2 separate regions of the Sus scrofa genome follow, and region 1 is linked to region 2. A link is a contact called in public HiChIP or PLAC-seq data. All regions are on one chromosome and are shown on one strand. The core of a region is the stretch at or near the end of the contact, and the rest is flanking DNA. Distances in the headings are between cores, read along the strand shown. Region 1 overlaps LOC106505808 (a long non-coding RNA gene). Region 2 has its middle 5.2 kb from the start of CD200R1.

What was found. HiChIP or PLAC-seq counts read pairs in DNA pulled down with a chosen protein or histone mark.
Region 1: an H3K27ac HiChIP or PLAC-seq map of alveolar macrophages shows a contact between it and region 2, with 3 times the contacts expected there. The contact joins two enhancer-like sites. A contact is called at or near these places in 1 of 47 Hi-C or Micro-C datasets (epiblast stem cells) and 1 of 2 datasets of contacts at active chromatin or transcription factors (alveolar macrophages).

The regions. Positions count from the first base shown.
Region 1 is chr13:147,113,120-147,119,615 of Sscrofa11.1, forward strand. It overlaps LOC106505808 (a long non-coding RNA gene), which reads left to right. Exons shown (of 4, transcript XR_002337901.1): 2 at 1,771-1,806; 3 at 4,413-4,464; 4 at 5,130-5,158. Among named protein-coding and RNA genes, the nearest start is that of CCDC80, 87 kb to the right of the region's middle. Within about 2 kb of position 3,007, at least 1 of the 83 cell types and tissues checked has an H3K27ac peak or open chromatin away from gene starts, as enhancers often do. A contact at or near this core is called in alveolar macrophages, where this site is marked.
Region 2 is chr13:146,944,738-146,951,116 of Sscrofa11.1, forward strand. No RefSeq gene overlaps it. Among named protein-coding and RNA genes, the nearest start is that of CD200R1, 5.2 kb to the right of the region's middle. Within about 2 kb of position 2,789, at least 9 of the 83 cell types and tissues checked have an H3K27ac peak or open chromatin away from gene starts, as enhancers often do. A contact at or near this core is called in alveolar macrophages, where this site is marked.

The DNA.
Region 1 (6,496 bases), core at 1,757-4,256, 170 kb after region 2:
ACTCAACCTCATTCTCACACTCTCTCTGTGGGGTTTTCATGTTGGCAAGAAAATGCAGAAAAGGTAGAGTGTACCCGAATAAGGAAAGTTAGAAGAGATGCTTGTGGCTTAAGCTCAGCTGCCTAGATGACAGCTTCTCTAAGGTACCGTTTGAGATCAAACACAGGGTGAGAAAACCACACACATACACTTCTTGCACCATTTAGAGAGAACCGAGCAGTGGACATGGTTTAATCAGACACCTCCTTAGGAGGGATTGTTGCAGTATTTGCAGAACAAGTGATACAGATGACCAAGAACACTAAACTCGGGCTTTCTCATGGTTTTTTGGTTTTTTTTTAATGGCCACACCTGTGACAGATGGAAGTTCCCAGACTAGAGGTAAAATCAGAGTTGCAGCCACAGGTCTACACCACAGTCACAGAAACACCAGATCTGAGCCACATCTGTGACCTATGCTGCCACTTGCAGCAAAGCCTAATCCTTAACCCAGTGAGTGAGGACAGGGGTCGAACCTGCATCATCATGGAGACTATATCAGGTCCTTAACCTGCTGAGACACAACAGGAACTCCTCGTATTTGAATTTTAACTGAGTATTATTTAACCTAAGACTGGAGGATTTCATCTATGTATGATTTTATTCATCTAAATATCCCAAAGCAGAGACTCTACAATAGGAAGCAATGTAAAGAGTAGGTGGTTAATCACTCCTTCATTAACTGTTTACACTCAGCCTAGGAAAGAAGAAGTCTCTGGGTGTTCTTGATCTTCTTTCTGTAGACATCTACTTGTACTGGTATTTTGCAAGACTCCTTCAGGTTCAGGGTGGAGCCTATGGCATTTATACTAAAGGAAGCAGATGAGGAATTTTTAGGCATTTATGAGTGTGATGTTAGGGATAGAAAATGTGTATGTAGGATGTGGTGTGGTGTGTGTGTATGAGTTTGGCAGAACTGTGAAGGACTAGTCTATTTTTGGTACTTGCCCAAGTACCTACATTTCCCTATCATTACCCTACTTTCCCCAAACTTCCTCTTTCAAGGTCCCAGTATCAGGCAACTTTCACACTAATCCAAGTTCCTATCCCAAGGGTTTTTAAAGATTTCTGATTTTGACTATGGAAAAAAATTTACAAAGACACACATGCACAATTTTTTTAAAGTTCATGAAATATTATCTGTACCTGTACAATCTATTTCATTCTTTGATATTTTCTATTTTATTTTATTCTTTCATTAAAAAAATGCTGAGCTTCACCCACAAAACTAGTTTTCACAACCCTGTTTTTCATGAAATATTACTTTCATCCCAGGAAAGATATTGAGTATTGCTTTACTGTGGTTTTTGATAAGCATTAAGTTTTCACCAATGCTTCAGACTTTAATTTTTTACCCATGAACTTCATAATTAGCCTGGGTTAAGGAAAGAGGTTCTATGTAGAGCCTCAGTTTTCTTCCACCTTGGGAGGGTAGCCTCCTGGACTCGAGGGGGCTGCCCTGCACAGTGTGTGAGACAGACTTGCAGGAGGAGTGGGTGCTCTTCTAAAGCATATAAAAGTCTGATAAGAGTCAATATACATGAGATACAATAGTTTTTCCAACATTTGAATTCTGAATTATTTTATCATGTAGACATAACATCATAGTAGTTCTTTAAAACATAGTATCAATAGGACTTACCATAACCATTTTAAAAACAATATTCATGGACTTCAAGAATGAAGAAGGGCTTGCAGGCTCAAGTTCATGGTTGCCTACTCTCTTTCTAGATGGACAGTGAGACATCATTGACACAGCTGAGACTGGTAAGTAGAGACTTAAGGTGTCTTGGAAAGGGTTAAAGAAAGGCTTCTGGAGAAGGAAGTCAAGAGCTACAATGACAGGGGTCATGGCAATAGCTAAAAATAATGTTGTAATGGAAGTGTCAAGTGAGAAAGCCAAGAATGTGGAGTTCAGGTCTTAACAATGAAAAATAAGTCAAAACAAGAAGATGAAACATAGTTGAACACTGTTTCTAAACCAGTGCCATATATAAAAAAGAAAGGGGACTCTACTTTGCTAGTGACTCTGATATGTAAAAATGATCAGGTTCTTTTTTCCCCCAACTTCAATTTATTAAGCATCTGTTAAAACTGAAGGGATTTTCCCAAGGACACACAACTGGAATGAAAACCAGTTCTTTCTAATCCCAAAGGCCATGTTCTTTTCGCAAAATCCCACTGACCTCCAAAATTATTTCCAATCTAGTAGTTTTGGTGGGGGTTTTTCCTTCCCCCTTTTCTAAAAATATTTAAATTTTTTCTAATGATCATGAATTGCTTTTATAAAGAAAAGCAAAAAAAGCAAACTCAATATACTCTGTTTTTTTAAGTACCCACCAGGGAATTAATTCCAGTCTTAGAGGAAACATTCCAACCATCTCAATTTAGTTTGCTAACACTGGTTTATTCTGTCTCTAAATATTTTTTTCATGTTGGAATGCATTCTGTATTTGAGAAGGTCCTTACTCTAATAACCACCTTCATTTGGGTGTATTGGAACCATCTTTTTAGGCTCAATTTCATTTTCTCTCTTCTCCCCATAGGCAAAACACAGCTGAACTTTCTAGCTCTTTTTTTTTTTTCCAAATTAAAATAAATTCCCCAGTGGAAGGAAGAAAGTGACTAGAGCGAAAAGCTCTCATTACTGAGGGTGAAGAGGAATCAATATAGCAGTGACTGAAGAGTTCTGATCTTTGAAATCCTACATCTGTAAGGCAGATTTCTTTTTGTAATAAAAGGGTGCTATAATAAAGTATATCTGAGTTAGTTCAGGAAGAAGGCTACAAAAACAGAGAAGTTAGGCTTGACCTCAAAATTTACCTTCTTCACAATTTTAACTGGCTTCAGTTCTGGGCCATTCTCATTGCTATCATCTTCACATGTGAATTGAGCAATCATGACTTCATGCAAGTCATGCATGAAGATGACACTTTCTTGGATTCTCTAACAGCCTCTGAGACAAACTTATATGTATGAATACACAGGAGAAAAAGGAAGCAAATGTGCCTTAACCAAACTGGTACATGTAAGCATGATAGTTTGTTCAAATGAAACCACCACCTTCTAACCAGTCCCTGCCCAACCCTGCCCCGTGGCCACTTCTCCTCCAATGTTGTCTGAACTTCTAGATTGCTTGTTTAAAAAGTTTTTATTCTGTATGTATTAGTGTGGCCCTCAAGATACAGTGGGGAGAGAACTACAAATAGTCTTATTCCAATCATTTGCTAGATGATATTTGGCATCATGAAGGGATGCGCAAAAGAGATCATCCCTTGTGGCCCAAGACTTAACTGGTTTCCCCACAGACAAAAGAGACTGAAAGCCAAGGCCCCAGACAGGTCTAAGAAGTAGATCTTTTATGGACTGAATAACAAAATGTGAGGGCACAAAGCATCTGGAAAGTGTTCCAAGAAAACCAAGCATTTGAAAACATGTATTGCCAAATGTTATTAAGCAAATATCAGAGCTGCAGTTCCACATGCATAAGAAATGCTGCCGTGGCTTCAAGTATAAGGAGAATAGCTGGAATGCATTCTAGAAGGGAAAAGTAGTCAGGGTCTGGGTAAGTCTCCCATAATCTTGTGAACTTCCTTGGCCATAAACAATCCTAAGTAAAGAAATCTCCAAATGACAACTTGGAAGCCTTCAGCATTTATGAGACAGGCTAAGGAAGAATTATGAGAGAGACTGGGAAGGGCATAAAGAGACTTACTTTGGGGGGAAGAAATGCATTGCATAGAAGGAGTAAAAACTACAGGGCACCTTCTCATCTGATGTAATGCCAGACAGGAGTTCCCACAGATAATTATTCTGAAGATATAATCATGTAGTGAATTTGTGCCCTTAGACCAATGCAATGAACAAATAAAAGCATGCATGAGGACCACAAGAATTCCAGTCATGACAACAGCAGGAAGGATCAGCCAGGAGGGCATTATCCTCTTATGCCTGCAAATGCAATTTTAAATTGGAATCTGAATGAAGATCTTTCTTGTGGGCACATCTATCCTGATTCCTCTCTGAAATACCTGGCCCTGACTGGCTGCTTTGGCAAGGTGGGCCTTGAATCAGAACAAACCTTTACTTAATTCAAAAGCTTCTCTCATTCATAATCAATTAATCTCTGTTTCTCTATTTCTCCCCTTGGTGTGCTCTAACCAAGAAGTCTTGGGCTCTGATCTCAGTTGTATCCCAGAATGGTGGTAAGACATACCACTCTGCTCAAGCCTTGCTTTTAAGCTTTACCCTTTCAAAATTATAGGAAGTTAAACCTTTTCTAATGTTTCTTGAAAAACTGAGGGACATGCATCCATAAAAGTAAAAACTTTATTTATACCTTGATGGTTATTTCTTCCTTTCTGTTTACACAGTCTTTCAGAAGTTGTTACATTAAGAAAACATTGAAGATGAATATTTTCTCAGGTCAGTCTCCCAAAGCAATAGAAATTAGAGTATGTTTTTTAAGTATGCTAACCCCTTCCCATAATTGTGTGTTTTAGCCTGATGGTCCTGTAAGTTCAAACACTTCATTACTATATTAAAATTAAGAAGAGAGACATACAAACAAACAAAAAGGGTTATTTACTTCCTAACATCCCTTGCCCACATTTTATGGTTTTGATGACTCTTTTTTATTTTTTTCTTTTTAATTTTATTTTGTTTGAAGCATGTTCATGATTAAATCTGTATGCTGGCTTATCTGAGTGACTGCTCTCTGATTGCGGTTTCCTCAGTCCTAGTTCTTCCTCTTCTTCTTCTTTTTTTTTTTTTTTCCTTTTCTTTTTTCTTCCCTTTCCTTCCTTTCTTTTCGGTTTAGAGAAGCCCCTTCAATATTTCCTTTAACCTGGGTTTTGTGTTGCTGTATTCTTTAAGTTTTTGTTTGTTGGGGAAAATTTTTATTTCCCCTTCTATTTTAAATGATATTCTTGCTGGATAGAGTATTCTAGGTTGCATATTTTTTCCTTTTAGCACTTTAAATATCTCTTGCCATTCCCTCCTGGCCTGTAGTGTTTCTGTAGAGAAATCAGCTGATATTCTTATGGGGGTTCCCTTGTAAGTAACATTCTGTTTTCTCTCGCTGCCTTTAGGATTTCTCTCGCTGCCTTTAGGATCCTCCCCATATGGCCCTGCAATCCCACTCTTGGGCATCTATCCGGACAAAACTCTACTTAAAAGAGACACATGCACCCGCATGTTCACTGCAGCACTATTCACAATAGCCAGGACATGGAAACAACCCAAATGTCCATCGACAGATGACTGGATTCGGAAGAAGTGGTATATATACACAATGGAATACTACTCAGCCATAAAAAAGGATGACATAACGCCATTTGCAGAAACATGGATGGAACTAGAGACTCTCATACTGAGTGAAATGAGCCGGAAAGACAAAGACAAATACCATATGATATCACTTATAACTGGAATCTAATATCCAGCACAAATGAACATCTCCTCAGAAAAGAAAATCATGGACTTGGAGAAAAGACTTGAGGTTGCCTGATGGGAGAGGGAGGGAGTGGGAGGGATCGGGAGCTTGGGCTTATCAGACACAACTTAGAATAGATTTACAAGGAGATCCTGCTGAATAGCATTGAGAACTATGTCTAGATACTCATGTTGCAACAGAAGAAAGGGTGGGGGAAAAAATGTAATTGTAATGTATACATGTAAGGATAACCTGACCCCCTTGCTGTACAGTAGGAAAAGAAAAAAAAAAAAGAAATTAGAGCAAAAATAAACCCATGGGACCTAATCAAACTGAAAAGCTTTTGCACAGCAGAGGAAACCCAAAAGAAAACAAAAAGACAACTTTCAGAATGGGAGAAAATAGTTTCCAATGATGCAACGGACAAGGGCTTAATCTCTAGAATATATAAGCAACTTATACAACCCAACAGCAAAAAAGCCAAAAACCCAACGGAAAAATGGGCAAAAGACCTTAAGAGACTGTTCTCCAAGGAAGATATACAGATGGCCAGCAAACACATGACAAAATGCTCAACATCGCTGATTATAAGGGAAATGCAAATCAAAACAACCAGGAGATACCACCTCACACCAGTCAGAATGGCCATCATTAATAAGTCCACAGGCAACAAGTGCTGGAGGGGTCGTGGAGAAAAGGGAACCCTCCTGCACTGTTGGTGGGAATGTAAACTGGTACAACCACTATGGAGAACAGTTTGGAGATTTCTTAGAAATCTATACATAGAACTTCCATACGACCCTGCAATCCCACTCTTGGGCATCTATCCGGACAAAACTCTACTTAAAAGAGACACATGCACCCGCATGTTCACTGCAGCACTATTCGCAACAGCCAGGACATGGAAACAACCCAAATGTCTATCGACAGATGATTGGATTCGGAAGAAGTGGTATATATACACAATGGAATACTACTCAGCCATAAAAAAGAGTGACATAATGCCATTTGCAGAAACATGGA
Region 2 (6,379 bases), core at 1,539-4,038:
CAGTCATAAAATGCATTATCTTAAAAGAAAGTTATTTAATACATGTACAATTAACAAAGATATCACTGCCCATATCCCTTCACCCAAAAGTATCTCCCAAGACATTCTAATGGTCAGGGTTTCCTCCCTCTGGATGGAGGTTTCTCACAGTGGATACTGTGGTGATGGTTTCCTTTTGAATATGGAAGCATGGCTGCTGTGTTCCCATTACCATTGGTTCTGGGGGGTCTCATTTTGAAGAACTAGGGTTTATAGATTGACTTGTGTTGCAAGCTCATCCCTGGTTTATTCTCCCTTTCACCAGCAGGAGCTCAGCCATAACTGGTTTAGGACAAAGTTTTTAGAACCAGGGCACCTCTTCTTATAGGTTTGATTGCTTTATCATGTTCAGCCAAGTAAAATATAGAAAGACTAAACCAAAAAGATCTTATCTACTTCCTCTTTTCAATACAAAGCATTCAACATCTAAACATTTTCAACAGTCTCACAACGCTTTTTTCCCCCTAAAGTTGAGATGATCATAACAGTATTCTTTAGAAAATTCCTCTAGACACATTTTCAAATCATATTAAACCATTCCCAAATTATTGGCAGCATATTAAATAAGACTAATTAAAACATAAAAGAAAGAAAGATTACTAATAGGAAAATAGTCACAGAAACGTAATTTAGACAGATGTTAATACATCATAAAAAAAATTCCAGGAAAAATATCTTAAAGTAGGACTTCCGACTTAAATTTTTTTTTTTTTTTGGTTTGGCTGCAGCTGTGGCATGTGAAAGGGATCAAACCAGTGCCATAGCAGTGACCTGAGCCAATGCAGAGGCAATACCATATCCTTAACCTGCTGAGCCACAAGGGAACTCCTAACATTCTTAAATTTGATATATAGAATATCTGAGCTTTTATGTTTCATAACATAATCAATGCTACGATTGACCAAAATAAACAAAGATTTTAATAGAGTGGATTGCAGAATGTTGTGATAAAATAGAGCACCCACCAAATGTAAGGGCTTTTCAGCTTTTGGTATGTGTTTATCTTTTTGTTGCTGCCATGAGTTAAGTTAAAACAACAACAACATGCTTTTGAATTAATAACTTTGTTCTCTTTTTTTAGAATGGTCAAGTTAGGAAGTATCTTACAGAAGAAACCAAAAGACTTGCTGATGGATTGTGAGAGATAAGGAAAAGAAAGAATCAAAAGATGGGACTTCCATATCAGGTATTGGTAGATAGAAATTTAGAAATGAAGACATGTAGAAAAGCTAGAAATAGTAACAGTATAAGTAGTAGTGATGATCATGATGATAAATCTTTTGGAAAGTATCAGAGAACTCACAAAGTGATGAAGAATTAGATCACAAGATCCAGAAAAAGAAACAAAAAGAAAGAGGCTGGTACTTTTTACATTGGGGATATTTGTTGATCTAGAAGAGCTGGCTAAAAAGTTAAGTAGTGCTTTGACAGTTTCTTAGGGTGGGGGGGGGAGGAGAAAATAAAACCACTTCTCACATAGGTGGCAACCTGGTTGCCTAGAAAATCTATCCTTCACATTTCTATTAAGACGATACCAGATTGCTAATATTCATGAACCCTGGCAGAGGTAAAGGAAAATCCTCTCTGGAGAAAGGTAAAATCACACAGGGCCTCAAATTATTTTTACAATTCGGAAAATCAAACACAGTGCTTGGCACATGAGGAAACCCAACGCCACAGAAAGAACCAGTAGCACTAATAGATAATAGATATTTACTCATATCCACCTAAATGTTGGAATTCTCAGACAGAGACTCTAAAATACTCTTTTTATGCTCAAGGGGACAAAAGACAAAATCAAAAGTTTTGGTGGAAAACTAGAAATTATAAAAATGGTAGCAGAAGAAAATCAGAATAGACATTCTAGATCAAACAAAAAAACAAAAACAAAACAAAAAACAATGCAGTAACCAAAAACTGAGCAGCAGAACTGAAGTTTGAACCCAGAAAGTTTGACTTTAGGGGACATAGTCTTAACAGCTACTCTCAAAACTAGGAAAATCTGTCAATATTTGTGTTCTCTTTCTTTTTGGTCATAGCATATAGCTTGATGTGGGGACCTCAGTCCCAGACCAGGGATTGAACCCTAGTCCATAGCAATGGGAACAGTGAATCCTAACTACTAGACCATCAGGAAACTCTTAACATTTTTATTTCTATTTTTTTTTTTAACATTTTAAAACTTCCAACTACTTAAACTACTTTCCAGCTAATCATTGAAAACATTGAAACATTTATCATCTTATAAAAGACATAGAGTCAAATACATAGTTTGGGAACACAAATTTTAAGCCACTGAGATAATAAAAACCATGACCAACAGGACATTTGTCATTCCCTTGAAAAAGTTCCTTTGAAAATTGAAGAGAGCAGCTTCTATGATTGATATAATTTTCACGTTTCATATTATTTTACTGAAAATTTACACAGAAATAATTTATTAATTGAATCCTGTCTAAAACATTTAAGATGATCCCATCTAGCTTAGTCTGGAATATTTATTTTTTAAAGTTCTGGTCCCTTCTTGACTCTAGTAATTAGAGCATTCTAGAGCTCAGATAATATGTGTCTCTTTTCAGAATAGTTTGCCTGAATTTTGGTTTTCAGCCAAGGTATATGACTTGGATTTTCATTTTTTTCAGTTCATTTCTGTATTCTTCCAGACTTCCCCTTCCCAGTTGTCACTCATAGACGAAAATAACATAACTTCCTCTAAATTTTTTTCTTCTTCTGTGAGACTTGTTAGTTATACTGGACGTTGCCAAAATCGTCACCAAAGATTCACCGAGGGGTGCCTAAGGGGAAGGAGGAGGCACAAACACTGATTGAGGGGCCCGGCAGGAGTTTGAAAGGAGGGGGAAATGGGTGGGGGGACCCCCAGCTGTGCCTCTTTCTAATGCCACGGGAAAGGAATTTTCCTCAGGCCCATACTCCTCCCCCTCTCCCATGTCCTGTGTCTCCTTGGGAAGTCGAGTGGTGGGAGGTGGAAGGGGGAAGAAAGCGTGGTGTGGGTGGGCCCTCATTTCACAGGCATCTTAATGCAGAGCTTCTCCAAGGTTAAATTTTCAAAAAGATTTCTATTCATTAATTTGGTTGTTTGGGAATGAAACATAATTGATTGACTGGGATACCACTGTACTTGAAACCAGAGTTAGAATAGTTTACTTCCCAGAGTTTATCAATCCAGCAGACACTGTGAGGCACTACTTGATTCCCGTCAATGCGGAACTTCATTGCTCCAGTGTTGATAGTGTCATCCTTAGCTCAGAAGTTGGCCCCTTCTATGGATTCCCTCACCCAAGGTCATGCCCCTTCCCTGAGCCAATGAGACTGATAGATGCAAGAGTGTATAAAGACGGACTTTTTAGCCCCAAAGATGACAAGTCCAAAGAGCAGTTCAAGCTCCATGGACTTAGCTGAGCCTGTTGTGAGCCAACCTTAAAATCTGACTTCTCCTACTGCCCACACCAGTTTCTATCCCTTCATTTCCACAAGGGATGGATGATCCAGGGTTACTCCTTAAAAACCATCCTTCACCTTAAATTCCATTTCAGGGTTTACTCTTCAGGGTACCCAACCTGTGACAATCTATTTCAAATTTCCCTGGAATCTATCTGTTATCCATCATCCATCCATCTATTCATTCATCAACCCATCTATCTCTTCACTGTGTCTTAAGCCATCCTGGCATCTCAGGAGATTCATTATTTTTTTAGTGGTATTTCTTTAGGTTATAACATCTACATTATTCAGTGAGTAGTCATTTGTTATGTTTAATGAGTTTGTTATATCAACTGGAAGATATAAATAAATGTACGATGTTTAGGATGTTATACTTTGTGATCAAAATCTCAACGTGTAGCTGCTGCTGAATTTGCTCTTTGTAAAAGCATTAGCTTTGGTTTTACCAAATTCTCTCCAGGGGGCAGCAGAGAGAGACCTTACTGCAAATAATGTTTGGAGACAGGACACAGTTTCCTTATCCCTTTCTTTCTCTCTGCCTCCTTCTTCAAAATAGACAAACTATGAGATTGTAAGAGCGCCCAAATGGAAAAAAAGAGTAGGTGAATAGATGAATAGATTTAGGAATCAAATAGAATAGATTTTGAATAGAATCAAAACAGAGTTAAAAAAATAGGCAGTAAGTTGCCTCATAACTAAGAGTGAGATTCTTTCTTTCTTTCGTTTGTTCGTTTTCTTCCTTCCTTTCTTCCTTCCTTCCTTCCTTCCTTCCTTCCTTCCTTCCTCTCTCTCTCTCTTTCTTTCCTTCCCTTTCTTTCTTTCTTTCTTTCCTTTTTTTGTCTTTTGACCTTTTAGGGCTGCACCTGCAGCATATGGAGGTTCTTAGCCTAGGGGGTTTAATTGGAGCCGTTGCTGCTGGCCTACGCCAGAGCCACAGCAACGCCAGATCCAAGCCACTTCAGTGACATACACCACAGCTCAGGGCAACGCTGGATCCTTAACCCACTGAGCGAGGCCAGGGATCGAACCCGTGTCCTCATGGATACAAGGTGGATTCGCCAATTGCTCAGCCATGATGGGAACTCCAGGTTTGTCTAACTTCTAAAACAGAGTTATGGAGGTATAGCACCAACTGTGTATGGGAAGTGAAAATATTCAAAGTAAATATCAATGACATAGTAAAATGTAAAAAATAGAAATATAGATTTTGTGAGGCTCTCTTAAATTACTCATTAGTATATTTAATGATTGTGCATGGAAGAAGATCCAGAACTTCAGATGGGTCAGAGCTTGGGTCAGGGAACATTGGTGAGAGGTGAATTAGGGAACAGGGAGATAGGATACAGCCAGGAGAACAACCATTTTATGCAACCATACATTGAATTATAGTGTGTCTATGGTAATTCATTAGCTGCAGATCTCTAACCACTATACCATGAGGGCAGGGAGAAAGTAAAACAGAGAGCGGAGTGTGGTGGAGTTTGAGCTCTTTGAAATTCTTCATATGGATGGGATTAAGATGGTGGAATAGAAGGACTGGAGCTCAACTTCTCTTGTAAAAACAACAAAATTTACAACCAAATGCTGAGCAGTCATTGATCATTGTACAACTATAAATGTAATAAATTCATTGAGTAATTAAAAAAAAGAAATTCTTCATACTATTGGACATTGTTCTTTCACCTCCATGGAAATTGCTGCATTAGTACTTGGGTAGCAGTGGGACAGGGTAAGTTGAAGAATTTGGAACTAAGTGCTTAGTAGTGTGCCAATGAGTTTGTGTGAGCACATGTAATTAAGACTTGCACATGTATATGGAAAGGTAAGTCAGGCCACATATCTAAGCCAGAAATCTCACAGAGGGTAAAAATGACAAAGCAAGTAGGTATTGGCTCATTTCTGCAAAGATATAAATTCAGCTAAGGAAGGAGCAGCAGGCAGTCAAGACTCAAATCTAGGAGGTGAAAGGGCAAGCAGTGAAGAACAAAGGGCAGAAATAAAAAGCCATTCAAGTCTGTGCAGTAAATATTCAGGATCCATGCAAAGCTTTTATACAATGGGGAGGAGGTTCAAGGGCAAGACACCCTCTTCTTACTTGGCTTCAGTTAGGGCTAAGCATGAATCTGACATTGAAGGCAAAGAAATACACCTGACAAAGAAGTTTACTTCAGAAGCAGTTACAGGCAGATAAATCATTTTCTGAGTAAATCATCCGTGCAAATTTGGAGTCATTATGTCTTAAAGCAGTTCTAACTTCTAAAGCTTACTAGGCCTTTTTGTTTTGGCTACTGCAACATTAACCAGCATAATGTTGTCTCTTGCGTACACTGATCTGTAATTGGTAGTACTGAAGAGGAGTTGGAAAACTGGTGGAATAAAAGATTTGAGTTTCTGGTTTGAGCAGCACCTCTCTCTTGATTTTGTTTATGTCTATTGCTCTGCCTTTTGGATCCTTGTGCCCTAGGGGTACACTTAAAGAGTATGTGGGTCCTTTAGATTTTTCAGACATATGCATTTACTAGAGAAGCACATTTTTTCTCTTATTCTGTTAAAGTTTATGGCATATCTTTGGTGGATGGTTATGCTAACAAACTCCTGGTCTCTTTATTGTTCTTCCAAATACTTGCTCTGCATAAGAGATAAAGGTGGGAGTTGGGAGGTTGAGGGAGTGAGTTTGGAGATGGAAGGTAAAAAGCAGTGAGAAGATAAAGTCTCATCCTGTCAAATCTACTTTGAGAATTCTCTGGTTTTTGACACTACTCATTTGCCTCTTAAACTGCTGATTGTGCACTGTGGTCTAACCTGAGATGAGTGCATGGAAGATGTCTATGAAAGTTGTTGCCTGATATTTCAAACCAGAGGAGTTGAGTGAAACGAA